Regions from separate parts of the Mus musculus genome. Here region 1 is linked to region 2. A link is a contact called in public HiChIP or PLAC-seq data. All regions are on one chromosome and are shown on one strand. Each heading gives the region's core, a stretch centred on a gene start, on an enhancer-like site or on the middle of the called end of the contact. The rest is flanking DNA. Distances are from core to core; before and after follow the strand shown.

Evidence for each region. HiChIP or PLAC-seq counts read pairs in DNA pulled down with a chosen protein or histone mark.
Region 1: an H3K27ac HiChIP or PLAC-seq map of microglia shows a contact between it and region 2, with 6 times the contacts expected there. The contact joins two enhancer-like sites. A contact is called at or near these places in 20 of 39 promoter capture datasets (the 3T3-L1 cell line, 3T3-L1-derived adipocytes, the C10 cell line and 15 more), 1 of 15 datasets of contacts at CTCF or cohesin (the NIH/3T3 cell line), 19 of 484 Hi-C or Micro-C datasets (the 63-12 cell line, B cells, CD8 T cells and 15 more), 27 of 115 datasets of contacts at active chromatin or transcription factors (the 230-238 cell line, CD8 T cells, the HPC-7 cell line and 22 more) and 1 of 9 other capture datasets (liver).

What each region holds. Positions count from the first base shown.
Region 1 is chr8:122,937,031-122,941,755 of GRCm38.p6, forward strand. All of the region lies in intron 2 of Ankrd11 (ankyrin repeat domain 11), which reads right to left. It overlaps Gm39272 (a long non-coding RNA gene), which reads left to right. Exons shown (of 3, transcript XR_879314.3): 1 at 1-2,345; 2 at 4,106-4,179. Among named protein-coding and RNA genes, the nearest start is that of Gm39272, 5.6 kb to the left of the region's middle. Within about 2 kb of position 1,756, at least 63 of the 459 cell types and tissues checked have an H3K27ac peak or open chromatin away from gene starts, as enhancers often do. A contact at or near this core is called in CD8 T cells, Th1 cells, Th17 cells and 5 more, where this site is marked.
Region 2 is chr8:123,025,964-123,030,489 of GRCm38.p6, forward strand. The region is part of intron 1 of Ankrd11 (ankyrin repeat domain 11); the gene reads right to left. Among named protein-coding and RNA genes, the nearest start is that of Ankrd11, 14 kb to the right of the region's middle. Within about 2 kb of position 1,663, at least 71 of the 459 cell types and tissues checked have an H3K27ac peak or open chromatin away from gene starts, as enhancers often do. A contact at or near this core is called in CD8 T cells, Th1 cells, Th17 cells and 5 more, where this site is marked.

The sequences.
Region 1 (4,725 bases), core at 506-3,005, 89 kb before region 2:
TTGTTTGTAGACCTTTCCCTCACCCATATTGTCAAACACGATTTTTAGGTCCTGTTGAGGCCAGAGGTTGACAGTGACTGTGTTCCTTGATCTGTTCTCTATTTATTGAGGTAGGATCTCTCTCTGAACTTGAGTTTGCCAATCTGACTAGCTGGCAAGCCTGCCTTTGGGGAACCCCTGTCACCACGTCCTGAGTAAGGGTTATATAGGGTGAAGCAGGCCCATCCACTGGTACGCACACTTGTATAGTAAGCACTTCAGCATCCCGGCTTGATACCTAGTTTTTAAAAATGGACAAATGATACCACAGGCAAGATGCCTCAGTAAAGAAGATAAATAGCTGAGCCTGCATTTCTCCAGATAGGTTCATGACAAATGATCAGTATCATCTGCTAACAGGAAAATGAAAATTATTGCCATTATCACTATAAAGCCTAAGTTGGCCTCAAGCAGGCAGGAATCCTCTTGTCCCCACCTCCCAAGTACACCAGAGTGTCACACAACGAGCCAGGATCATACCTGTCATCTCTGCAATGAGGAGGTTAGAGCAGAAAGACCACAGGGTGGAAGTCAGTCTATGCTATGGGCGGAGTTAAATCACAACAGGATGCTCTAAATATCCAGCAGACTGGATAAAATCAGAAAGACTGGGTAAATATAGAACGGCATACAGGATGCTCAAAGTCAACTGACCCTGAACTTCTCAAACCAAACATGACCCACCCACTGCACACTCTGCTTCTAAATGCACCACTGAACTGTGGGCCAAAACAACCCCTTCCATGCAGTGCTTTTTGTCAGGTGTTTGTCTCCCTGACATCTTAAACCAACACAGGTGTAGCATGACAGGCAGTTTGTCAAGACACTGGGCCACAGGGCAGCTCAGCACTCCCATACCCTTCACTGCCCAAAGCATAAAGGTCAGAATCATGGGAGCTAAACATCCAGACCAAAAATATACCTTCCCATGAGCAGCCCATGGAGACTGCCAGCAGCAGATGGCCATGGTGAGTACTTCTTTTCTGAAGCTATCGGGGTGTTTGTTTAAATATGAGGGACAGAGACAGGCTCATTTATGAAAAGAGGAGCCTTAATATCCAAAGCTGCTAGCACTACAATGAAAGTGGCTCAACAGACACAAGAAGGGGAACAAAACAAGCCCTCATTCCTTCTAGGTTATTCCACATACAGCTCTCTCTCTTCCCTCAAGCCAAGACCCACACAACTGCACTCATGCTTACAGACAGATTCTTAGCAAGCACAATGTGACTGACAAAGGGAAAGCAATGTCTTACCTGCTCTATTTCTCAGGAACAAAGCCCTATGACCATCTGGTACGAATCTACCCAATTAACCAGCTGGGTACTAAAGGCTCTGTCTAGGTGCGTGCTGACAGTCTTGAGCACAGCAGACTCCCAAGCATGCCTTCTGGACACTGGTACATGTCACCACGGCACTGAACTAACAAAGCATGGGCATCCTTCTTTGCTTCATTCACAGGGATAAGAGTGGTTGGTTTGTGTTTTTTTGTTTTTTAAATCTTGTTTCTCATGGTTTATTTATTGATGGCATATTGGTGGGGGGGGGGTGCATTAAACAGAAATGGGAGTTTAAGGAAGAGTATATGATTCACATCTTACTTTATAACGTAAGCAGAAAGAGCCCTTCTGTCTCTGCAGAGACTCAAAGGAAGAGCCAGAGCCTGGTCTGTCACGGCAGCTGAACACAAAGACGACAACAGGAAGGACCTAGTCACACAGTCACAGGAGCAGCCCAGGCTGCTTTACCATTCTCAGTCTCCTCCCCCAGCCTCAGTGCTGACATTAGAGATACAGAGCACCAACCCAGGAATCTAGTATTAATGACGGTCAACAGCATCTCAGGATACACCACCCAACAGGACCAAGATATCCAAACTCAACAAAGTCTTTGTATTTGCCAGCAAAGAGTTACCACTGCCCTGGCTAAGAGGAGGACAGAGCAGCAAATACTGAGACAAGGCTGGCTTCTGGTAGTAGTAATGAATCCAAAGTTTGCATAAGCAAGGGAAGGCTTATCTCAGGTTGTACCCCTAAATAACAAATGGAATGTGGAGCTGAAATCTACACTTTTATTCACTCAACTATTCCAAGATAAACATCTTTAAAAATTAAAACTTACATGCAATAAGCTTTACATTAAATGCTGAAAACAGTCTCTTGGCCCAGAATCTAAAGATCCTCCCTTTCTTCCTTACCTCGAATTTCAAAGAAAAGAAAACTGAAAAACTGCCTCTGTGAACACGACACGGATCTCTCCTGCATCCTCCACGGACCAAGCACTGCCTTACGCCAGCCCTGTCCTTGGTGAGGCCGGGGAAGAGCTCAACACCACAGCACACAAGCACCTGTGACCCTGCTCATAAGGAGGGCATAAGGGCTCTGCAGGCCATCTCAGAGATGGCACTTGCTCCCCTCACCCAACCTCCCTCTCCCTCCCTCCCCTTCCCTCCCTTGGTGTTCTCAGAAAAACCTGTTAACACAGTTGTTAAGAAAGGATACTGAAGTAGTATGTATCATCACAAAAAAAAAAAAAAAAAAAAAAAAAAAAAAAAAACCAGAATACAAACAAACTACCCCTCCCCAAACAAATAGAGGTGGCCATGCAAAAAACTGCTACATGACCTTCATGCCCTTAGAAGGTTCGGACATCCCATCTAAGGGCATGAAGTGTCCAATGAATGAAGTTTCCATTTAGTTGCTCATTTGTGCCTCGAATTAAAGCTGACCTATACTGTTCCAGGCATGGTGGCGTGCGCGCACACGCACATATATACACACACACATTCACACACACACACACACTGTTAACTCTCTGTGTGTGTACACTGTTCCTACGTGAATGACAATCTAGGTTGGTAAGGACTCAGTAAGAAACATTCCCATTACCACCTGGGTGTCCTTTGACAACTCCTGACTGCCTAAAGGTTATTTCTGAGTTTGAACTATCAACAAGGCACTGAAACCAACCTAGAACTTGACCCCCAGAGATATAGCAGCAGTACTGTGAAACAAATTCATTATGATAAGTCAACAGGGCTGGGACAGTGGCTCACATCCATAATCCTAGTGTTAGGAGGCTAAGGCAGGGGCTGTTACAAGATAAAGGTCAGCCTAGGTTAGACTATTTGGGTCCCAATTCAGTCTGCACAACAGGGTAAGGCCCTGTCTCAGACATGTGTGTTTGGTGGTGGAATGGCATGGCAATACTCCATTGAGAAACAAAATATAAAAATGTGGGTAAAGATGCCTCGTCATTTAATAAGCACACGTGGATCCTTTGTGTATGAGTAGGCATGGCTATAGTGACAGCTACCTATCAGTAGTGTCCAACTCAGCCCTATCATTCACAGGGGGAAACCAATTCCATGAAGCTAGGTATTCAATAGTTCATATAGTTCAATAAAAGGACCAAGCAGAAAGAACGACTGTCCTTGCTCCAAAGGTATGACAATGGTGCTCAAGAAATGCTAACTGACTTGCCCAAGATCACAAAAACAAAACAAAAACCAATGTTCAAAACACTGAGAGTGCTCTGCCTTTAGCTGTTCCTATTTTCTCTATACCCAAATGAGCACTGCTGGCAAGTGTATGGCCAGAGAGGAAAGAGAACTGTGATCAGAAAAAGACTAATAGGTTCAAGAAGGGCCCAGCCAGGAGCCAGGCCCAAAGTGAGACCTGGTAAATGTAGGCACTCATTATGGGCCTGCCTGCATGACTGCTGTGCAGGGCAGACTACAGGAGTCTAACAAGCATACAGCATTGTTTTTATCCTCAAACATCTGGTCACTATCTTTGTTTAAATTGCATTATAGATTGTAAGCAATAAATAGTCTATGATATAAAGTTGAAATTTCTGCTTTCTTTGGAGACTTATAATGATGTTTTGCTGAGGTACACAGGTGAAAGAATGTTTTGCTAAAGCAGACACACAGAAGGATGCATGATGTTTAGAAGGAATAAATATGACGCCCACCAACAGTGGGAGGTCACTGGAGCTCACAAAAGCACTTGTATCAATTCACTCTACACAGAGTTGGTGAGCTTTGCTTGTGGTGTCTCCATAGAGAGAAACTCACCAAAGACCTTCTCATGAGACTCCTGTGGCGTTCTTGCTGCTTCCCCAGACTCAGGCCTGCTGGTGAGTTTCAGTTTCTTCTGGATTGAACTTCCCTTGCTGATTTGCGTTTGGTGTTTGCTAGTGGACTGGACTAAGAACAACAAAGACTGGAATTGCCCCAAAGAGCCCAAAGAACCATTATTAAACAGGTCTACTTCCCCCATGTCCTAAAAACCTTTCCTTTCCATTACCTAAAAATATATGCCTACAATGGTACGACTTTTTTTTTAAATTATTAATGAGGAGGCTAGAGAAATGACCCAGTGGTTAAGAGCATTTGCTGTGGAAGTTCATAACCACCTATAATTCTAGTTCCAGAGACTATAGTGCCCTTATTTGCCTCCATGTCAGACACAGGCCTACATGCAGGCAAAATACCATACACATAAAATTAAACTAAAAAGTGTAATTGAATCCTAGCACATTAAAAGGCAGTATCTTTTCCTAGGAAGTAAATGCAAAGCCCCACGTATAGGCAAAGTTCCTTGGTGACTTTAGGCTTCTTCAGGCCCAGGCAAGCACAGGACTAGGAGCTGAAAGAAGTAGGGTACACTAAGAAAAGTATTT
Region 2 (4,526 bases), core at 413-2,912:
AAACACGGTACAAAGGTGTCCACTGATGGCCACCACCACTGTGGAAGAGCTCTTCACCCCACACTGTCCTTCTAACTTCCCCACCCTGGTGACATCACTTAAAACAACTCTAAGTTCTCCCTGTGGCAACCACGTTAGACCTCTCATAAACAATTCTTTGTTCTTATTACCATAACTCTAACATCAAAGAAGCATATAACTCAACAATAGAAGACGCTGTTTGGTTTTTGGTTTTGTTTTTTAACAGAAAGGGTCTCAGCCCTGTGGTGAATGGCAGCTGTAATGCAGCATTTGAGGAAATGGTAAGAACTGGAGCAAGACTAAGGACAGCCTGGGATGTATGAGAGTTCAAGGCCAGCCTGAACTTTGAGGGGAAACTGTTGGGGAAAAACAAGCAAAAGCAAGGACTGGGGGTGTAGCTCTGGTGATAGTTCTGACCTAGCAGGCACGAAGCCCTAGGTTCATTCCGTCTCCAGCGGTATAAACTAGGCATGGACCTGACAGACTGACAACCATGACAGACTCCTGCAGCCCAAGCACTCGGGAAAATCAGAAACAAGGCTGCCACTGACTAGCTACACACAGAGAGTGAGGCTAGTATGAAATACAGTAAGACCTTGTCTCAAACATTGTTAACTATCTGTCAGACTTAATGCAGCACACACCTTTAATCCCAGCACTAGGGAGGCTGAGACCAGCCTGGTTCCAGTACCAGGATTGACAAAGCTACACAGAGAAACCCTGTCACAAAACAAATTAAATAAGCTAAAGGAGCCAGAAAGATGGCTCAGAGATTAAGAGTATTTATTGCTTTTGCAGAGGACCTGGGTTCAGATGAACACACGTGGTGGTTCACAACCAGGTATCAGGGGATCCGACATCCTCTTCTGACTTTTAGGCACCAGGTACACATGTGGTGCACATACATAAACGCAGGCAAAACACTTATTCCCAAAAAAATAAAATAAATACATCTAAAAAAGGCCTCACTCTGTAGCCCAAAGTGGTCTAGAGTCTCCCAAGCACTGGAATGAGGTGTGTGCTACCAAACCTGGCACTCAGCAGAACTAAACCTTGAATACTCAAACCATACAAAAGCTCTAGTCCAGCTGCATAAGCACTAAACAGCCATGCAGCCTTTGACAACTGTATGTACAGTGGATTCCTCTGGGTCCCCCTTGTTCCCAGGGCAACAGTCTCATCACTGGCAAGTCCCCTGAAAACCAGTCCTCAAGTTGGCAGTTAATTGGTTCAGAAAAGGGTCACATCTCTAGAACATTAACTGCTTTACCTACTGCACAGATCAATGAAGTCAGATAGAAAAACATCTCAAGCTTAAGGACAACTTATATTAAAACTGAAGGTTATTTTTAAAGGCCTAAAAAGTTATTTCCCTAGATTAACCAGCCCTGGATGCTTTCTATACAGATTTTATTGATCAACTGTAAATCCAAGAACTCAGGAGGCAGAGGCAGGCTGATTTCTGAGTTCCAGACCAACCTAGTCTACAGAGTGAATTCCAGGGCAGCCAAGGCTTCAACAGAGAAATCCTGTCTTGAAAAACCAATTAACAAACAAGCAAGAATAAAATATACTCAGAAACCGGAATTAGTATCAGGATAGTCATGTTAGTGCATGCCTATGGCTCACAAGTTCACGGTCTCTCTGGGCATTTTAGGTTAAGACTCTAATTCAAAATAAAAGGCTGAGCCGGGCGTGATGGCGCACGCCTTTGATCTCAGCGCTTGGGAGGCAGAGGCAGGCGGATTTCTGAGTTTGAGGCCAGCCTGGTCTACAGAGTGAGTTCCAGGACAGCCAGGGATACACAGAGAAACCCTGTCTCAAAACAAAAACAAACAAACAAACAAAAATAAAAGGCTGGGGATACATGGCTCAATACTAAAGCAAAAAACCCCAAAAGTACTAGAAAGGAAGAGGAAGAAGGAATTAACACGAGCATCAACTATTCATAGTGAGAGACGTCTACTCTGAGTCACATGCTAGGCTTGAGTCACAATGTGAATGCGGAATCTGATCCTCATCAATGCGTTTCTGTATTTCTCTTTTGTTAATCACTGGAAGGGGGAGAGGGCGGCAGAGATAAGGTGCACATCTTGCTATCAGAGGACAAATCTGAAGCAGCCAGTTCTCTCCTTCCACCCTGTGGAGTCGAGGATTAAACTCAGGTCATCAAGGTTGCCCGAAAAGCCCCCGACCCACTGAGCCATCTAGTTCATGCTGTGTGATTGTCTATCACCTCCACATCCTATTAAGTGACAGCTACATCCACAGGAGTACATGCCACAGGTCACTGGTAGCCACCAATGACAAATATCCACACAGCAAGTCTACAGAAGTGAGAAAGAATATGAGTTCCAGGTCTAGCTCTCCAACAACTCACTACAACACCTCCGCACATAGGTTTTATTTACTGGGTTTTGGGGGTGGGTATAGAGCATTTAAGGAGTTGTCTTACTATAAGGCTGGCCCCAAACTCCTGGCATCCCTGGGATTGCCAGCATAGACCACTATATCCAGTTTGGATTAGTCACTTTAGCATAAATGTGAGCAGGAAGTAACACCCACACACCAGACTCCATACAAAGGAAACATAAAAAATTAAAAATTAATACATGGGCTACAAATCTCACCACTCCCATTTCACACCCACAACCTACCTTCTAGTTTCCCCCATAAGTAACAGGTTCCATTTTCAAAAGTAAAGTTCAGTACCACAATATTAAATATACAACTCCCTGAGTCTGTTATTTAACCTTCCATGAGTTTTAGGTCTTGGACACCACTGGCCTCAGAGTCTGCGGATGGAGGCAGGTTGGCTCCCTTTCTCTTAACAGCCCATGGAGAACTGACTTCAGCCCCAGCTACAAACACTTCAAAACCAAACAGCTTTGATAGGCCCACTTGTTTTTAAGTTTTTTGGTCTTTTAATTTCACTCACTGAAAACATATCCCTCAAAAGCATTCTTGAACAAGAAAATGAGCCAGCATTGTTTGGGTAAGGCACCAAAAAAAAAAAAAAAAAAGGCCACACCAAGCAGGACAGCCTGCCTCAGGGCCTTGTCTCTCCATCCCACTGTACCACAGTTCTGTGTGCCAACAGCAACAATCCCCTGGTCCCCTAAAGAGTCAGGACTCAGGATTCTGGTCCCCTAAATCCATCCCAGTCCAGTAAGACAGCAGTGCTAGATTAGCAACTGTGGTAGGGAAATAAACAACAAAGTAAGCTGTGACACTGTTGAAAAGGAGACAGTTCTGAAAAAGCTTTCCATAAAAATCAGTAAAGACCTGAGTGTGCATGCACAGCCTTCGGGGTGAGTGAGTGAGCGTGCACAGCCTTCGGGGTGAGTGAGTGTGTGCACAGCCTTCGGGATGAGTGAGTGCGTGCTCAGCCTTCGGGGTGAGTGAGTGTGTGCACAGCCTTCAGGGTGAGTGAGTGTGTGCACAGCCTTCGGGATGAGTGAGTGCGTGCTCAGCCTTCGGGGTGAGTGAGTGTGTGCACAGCCTTCAGGGTGAGTAGGGTGAGTGAGTGTGTGCACAGCCTTCGGGGTGAGTGAGTGAGCGTGCACAGCCTTCGGGGTGAGTGTGTGCACAGCCTTCGGGGTGAGTGAGTGTGTGCACAGCCTTCAGGGTGAGTAGGGTGAGTGAGTGTGTGCACAGCCTTCGGGGTGAGTGAGTGAGCGTGCACAGCCTTCGGGGTGAGTGAGTGTGTGCACAGCCTTCGGGGGCATCTGGCACCTCTGCAGTCATGCCAAGCTGCCATATTTAGTGCACTGCCCTCTTACACTCGGAAAGCTTACTTGGACTTTTACAGGGAAAAAGAAAAACCCTGTACATTTTTAAATGTTTAAACTGACTCAGCAGTTAATACTTGCTACTCTTGCAGAGAACTCCGAGTTCAGTTTTCAGCACCCACAAGAGGCTCGCCACCAGCCCTAACTCCAGTATCAAGGGATCCAATACCCTTTTCTCACCTCCTTGGACACCAGGGACACACATCCATACATGCAGGAAAAGCCTCAGACTCATAAGGTAAAATAATGTTTTATTTTTAAAATAAAATATATACTGCTGGCCCAGCATAATAGCTCACGCCTTTAATCCCAGCACTCCACAAAGAAGCAAGCAAGCCTGGTCTCCAAAGTGGAGACTCTGTCTCAAATATATATAATAATATTGGTGTGTGTGTGTGTGTGTGTGTGTGTGTGTGTGTGTGTGTGTACAAGAAAGATCATAAAGATAGCATACAATGTATGCTGCTGTCTCTCCTCCTGCCCACCTAGGAGCTGAGTCACCCTGGGCCCAGCAGTCACTGAGGTGTCTACAGCCCAGTGAACCACAGCTTGTTTCAAAGCCCTTACTTAGCCAGGCAGTTGGTGGCGCAGGCCTTTAATCCCAGCACTCGGGAGGCAGAGGCAGGCGGATTTCTGAGTTCCAGGTCAGCCTGGTCTTCTACAGAGTGAGTTCCAGGACAGCCAGGACGGCACAGAGAAACCCTGTCGGGGGGG